Linked DNA regions of Dromaius novaehollandiae: region 2 is linked to region 1. The links are chromatin contacts, called in public Hi-C maps. All regions are on one chromosome and are shown on one strand. Each heading gives the region's core, a stretch centred on a gene start, on an enhancer-like site or on the middle of the called end of the contact. The rest is flanking DNA. Distances are from core to core; before and after follow the strand shown.

The links. Hi-C and Micro-C count contacts between places; a contact is called where the count stands out from the background.
Region 2: a contact with region 1 is called in a Hi-C map of liver, with 15 times the contacts expected there. The contact joins the promoter of LOC112993242 here to the enhancer-like site in region 1. A contact is called at or near these places in 2 of 4 Hi-C or Micro-C datasets (brain and liver).

What each region holds. Positions count from the first base shown.
Region 1 is chr3:10,827,149-10,829,699 of bDroNov1.hap1, forward strand. All of the region lies in intron 4 of HS1BP3 (HCLS1 binding protein 3), which reads left to right. Among named protein-coding and RNA genes, the nearest start is that of HS1BP3, 27 kb to the left of the region's middle. Within about 2 kb of position 1,288, at least 1 of the 2 cell types and tissues checked has open chromatin away from gene starts, as enhancers often do.
Region 2 is chr3:11,241,013-11,243,563 of bDroNov1.hap1, forward strand. LOC112993242 (ras-like GTP-binding protein RHO) reads left to right here and starts at 1,271. Exons shown (of 3, transcript XM_026116667.2): 1 at 1,271-1,432; 2 at 2,056-2,551. The coding sequence starts at 2,058.

The DNA of each region.
Region 1 (2,551 bases), core at 38-2,537:
GCTCAAGGTGACGGAACTGAGCACCTTTTCTAGCTGTGCTTTCCAACCATGGGTATTGAGATGGGTGTGAGAAGGACTCAGCCCTCTTCTCTCATTCCTGTCCTTTGGTAGTTGCTAACTTAATGTACATGCACTCAAGAAAACTTGAGATTTTCTGGAACTCCTGGGTTTCTGGCTGAAGTCTTCAGGTTACATACATAAATGCTTCTTCAGGAGACCTTATTTGACCGGTGAATGCAAAAAAAAAAAAAAAAAAACCCTGTGGCTATGTCCACTTCCAGCAGTCAGAAAGAACTGTAACTGGTGAATCAACGTTAGGTTGCTCACACTGACAGACAGGTTTGGAGAGGAGTGGATGCCCTGTGATAACTTAGAGATCTGAAATTGGCTGCTCTCTTGTTTTCTTTCGTTTTGGGCCCTAGTCACTTCCCTGACCCAAGGAGAACTTGTGAGAGTCACTTTCTCCCTCATGCCAGCATTGTCCTTGTCTGCTTTCTGATTTCCTGATCTAGTGTTGGATTTCTGGTCCTAAAAGAATATGCAGTCATTGTTTCCCCCATTACTTACTTTGAATCAATTGCCTTGCTTAAACTTCAGTTGCGAGTTTCTTTCATGCCTGGCTTGAGTGATTCCAGTACGTACACAGCTGCAACCTGAGGATCCTCTGGGAAGGAATTTAAGTAATTATTTTAATGTGCTTCATTTTCTTTCTGATTAGAACACTGAATATATTTTAATGGTGTTTATGAATTGTGATTTTGTGTTTATGCAATCATCCTACACCCAAAGGATCGTGAATAATTCTGTCTAGTGCTATAGCTATGTATGCCATCCAGCAGTGTTTTCATGCAGAACCCAAACGTAACTACACCTAGGGTAAAAGGCAGGAAGGACTTCACAGCTTAATACAACACCTCATTGCAGCATCAGACAGTGAGTGAAGAATGTGTAATTCAGTTGGTAACACAGGGGTAATTGCACCAATGTAAATTTAAATACAGAGTTTGTAAGTTGACCAGCTCAGTGAAGTAGAGTCTGCTTTTAAGAAAAATGTCGTGGGATTTTTAATGGGCCTGGTTCATTGTTTGCAATATATTAAAGCAATGAAATTTGCCACACACTTTTCTGTATATAGAAGAATTGTAAAGCCAAGTAATGTCAGGGAAGTGGAATGAAACAACATTGCCACTAGCTGGCACCAGTTTTCAAATAATTCCCGTAGTCCTTTAAGTGAACTCTCTGCTTTTGATTTTCCCTTCCTGTTCAACAGCGATGTGCGGTCATTTGTAGCAGTGTAGAACTAAACAGTGGTGAAGGCATGCAGAAGCTGCCATGAGCCGTTCTGCAGACACATTAACTAAGTCCTTAGACCATCCGAGACAGATGTGTAGGAAGCAGCCAATTCTCAAAGGGTACAGGATAAATTTACAACTACACAGAATAAAAAGTTTCTTTTTTTTTTACTCCTGCTTTGGAAGAGGGTTGAGTATGAGGTAATTGGGCAGATTTAAACATGCTTTGTTTCATGGGCTTTAGAATAATAGGATGACTCAAGTCCTTAATTAGAATAAAAAAGCATTACCTCATCGATTAGCCTGCTCCTTTCACCAAGGCAGGGGAAATCTTTAGTCAGTAGACCCAGAGAACTGTTTGTAGATGAGACAGACTGCTAATGAGGGACGGATTCAGAGCTGCCCTGTTTTTTTTCCTGTTCACTATGTTTAACAGAATTGTTTGCTCTAAAAGAAGCAGTGGGGGGGGAGTGTGAATGTGTGCTCAGTTTAAATCAAGATGGGAGACTTGCTTTTCCTTTCATCTGATGCTGTCAAGTTCCCAACTTAGCAGACTTATTAAAGCCATTGTTGCCTTTTCCCCATGGAGCTGTTGCAGAAGTTTCTGTCTTGGTTTCAAAGGATCAAAGAATTAGCTTTTGGAAAACTGTTTTTGGAAATGAACTATATAACCTTGCCAAAAATGCATGAATTGGCCATTGTAACTGTGGGCTGGTACTAATTAACACACCTGGGGGATCAGATCCGTTTGCTACCACCCCTTGCAGCAATTAGCTGGATCTGGGAACGTCTAAAGTGCCGGCAGAAGGAGGATTGTTCTGAAGGACAGACATACAGCTGGGACTCAGCAGATCTTGATGCTGCTCTTGAATTCTCACAGATTGCATCTTGGGTACAGTATTTAGAAGTTAGATCTCTCTGCTATCCCTTTGGTAAAAGGAATAAAACTGATTTCATAAGTCTGCCTGTGGAAAAGTTCACTTTTGCTTAGATATCTGAGGTCTTGTAGGGGAAGATCTATTAGAAATGTGACCTTGAAATCATTGTTAATGGCAGTTATCATTGAAGTTAAACAAATGCTTTCTATTACCTTCCATAGGTTTTGGACAAGGCTCCAAACCTTTCTTTCCATATTGCTTGAGATACCTGGCATCAACATGTTCTGTCTGGGTGAGAAGGGGTAGGATTTATCATCACAGTGAACTGTGCAGCTGTGCGAGATGATTTGACTGTGGCTTAACTAGTAAATAAAACTGGAC
Region 2 (2,551 bases), core at 21-2,520, 410 kb after region 1:
AACTGGAATGCCAAGGTTCAAAAGAGGGAGTGGAAAAGAATTGTGTATTTTTGAAGCAGAGGTTCAGGCTAAGTACAGCACAAGTGAAAGCACATGCCAAATAAGAAATGGCTTTATGACCTTAAAGAGCTGTGTGGGACTCAGTGGCATTACTCTGCCTGAGAATAAGTGAAGCAAGTCAGAATCCAATGACTTTTATTTTGTCAAGTTACTATAAAATTTGGGCTTTAGTGGCAAGACTATCAGAGTCGTACCCGAATAATACTCAGGATATATGGTGTGGCAAAGTAAAATTAGACCACCGTAGAAAACTAAAGTGCCTTCAGGCCTCTGACTCACTCAAGCTAAAGAAAAAGCAAGATATGAAGCTCCCCATCTTTGGGCTAAAACCTTCATCTGGAATGAAGAACTCTTCAGTAGCTATATGAAAAAAATGGACTGACCTCGTAACTACATGCCAGCAGTTAAGTATCTGCCTCACCAATAATGCCTTTGCAGTCACTTCTCTCTGCAGAGAGATCAAATTAAGCTACCTTGGTTCCCTTTGTCCTTAGTTTGTAGTGCATGTGAGCACCTTGCAGTCTTTGTCTACCAGGAAAACTGGGACAGAGGCAAAAGAAATGACTTGTCCAATGCCAGCAGGATAGCAGGGAATTCAGTCTTCATCTCTGAAGTCCAAGATAGTTCACACTATCACTTAACTTGAAAACTGGACAGTTCTTTTTCTATAGACCATTGCCTTGATAGATTTCATTTCACTACTGTGAGGGTGGTCACACACTGAAATAGGTTGCCCAGAGAGGTCATGGAGTCTCCATCCTTGGAGATGTTCAAAACCCATCTGGACACAAAGCCTTGAGAACCTGCTGTAGTTGACCCTGCTTTGAGCAGGGGGTTGGACCAGATGATCTCCAGAGATGCCTTCCCACCTCAGCTGTTCTGTGATTCATTTCTCTAAGATGTCTCAGCAGATCCGGAAAAGAGTATCCTGAGGATCTGGCTGGCAGGACTTTGATCTACTGCTGTTTTACTCTCTAGTTCTCAGCCCTATGCACAAAACCAGTTTGGCACACCTGGTACTGAAATGCTCACTCAAGATAAGTTTTGCAATAGGAAAAGGGAATTTCTAAAGCAAATGTGCTGTGATTCGTTAATGGATTGCGTAACTTGCCCTTTATTGTCAGTAAAGTGGGTTTCCTTTAAGAGGCATGATCTCATTCAGTTCTCTTTGTAGATTGGTTGGCTAAATTTAGAAACATCAGCCTATTCCTTTAAATACAATGTTCATCATAATGGTCTTTGTAAAGTGGTGGTGAGTTCTCTGTATAGGGGAATCTGTGGCCTACGGAAACTGAAGTGTAACAAGATTGGAAGAAACCAATCTAATACTGAAAATCAAGAAAGGAAGATTGATGCTGGAAATTACTATCCTGTAAGTCTAACAGACTTCTATTTTATATAAAATAACAGCGAATATATGAGGAGAGAACATTTTCTTAATCCCACATGAGAACAGATCTATGAACAAAGGCAGCATGGATTTACAAAGGATAGCTATTGCCATTGGTAGAATTTCACTGGTGACCATGGTGGGAAAAATGTAGTCAATAAAACTTACTTGGATAGTTGTTCTGTACAGTGTTTTATATTCCATCTCGCTTACAAAATTAAGTCATTCAATCTAGAAAATGAAATCTGTTATGAACTGAACACTGGCCATAAACAGTGCGTGAGATGATAAAACAGAAGCATAGGACACTGCAGGAATTTAGGTTACAGCTAGACTTGTTTTTTATCTTGAACTTCTGATGTGTAAAAATAGTCAAGAGCAAGGTAATCACAATTTCAGAACATTCTAATACTAGAAGAACTGAAGGGCAAAAAAGGAGGAACACAGGTAAGAGAGAAGTATGGAGAGAAAAGATGATATAATGAGAAGAATTCCAAAATAATAGGATTTCTTCTTCCATTCTTCTACTCTTCACAAAAGCTAAAAAAAAAAAAAAAAAAAGGGCACTGGATTAATTCATTTTGTACCTCATCTTGGTTTTCAAGGCATGGCTGCTCTTTGGAGAAAGCTAACTGTTGTTGGAGATGACAGCTGTGGTAAGACATGCCTCCTCTTTGCTCTGCGCCACGAACAGCTTCCCAAATGCTATGAGCCAACTGTGTTTGACACTTACACCACTAACATAGAGGTAGATGGGAAGAACCTGAAGCTAATTCTCTTCGATGTGTCAGGGAAGGATGAAGCCGGTTATCAAAATCTCCGCTCAGTTTCCTATCAGGACACAGACGTTATTTTAATGTGCTTTTCTGTGGACAGGCCAGACTCACTGCAAAACATCCTTGATATTTGGGTTCCAGAAATCAAATTCTTCTGCTCCACAGTACCTATTATTCTGGTAGCTACCAAGATAGACCTAAGGGATGATGAAGGTGTTAGAATTAGCACTGTGAAAGGAAAAGCTTTGGCTGCCAGCATTGGGGCATATGCTTACCTGGAGTGCTCTGCCAAGACAAAAGAAGGTGTTGATACAGCCCTGGAGAT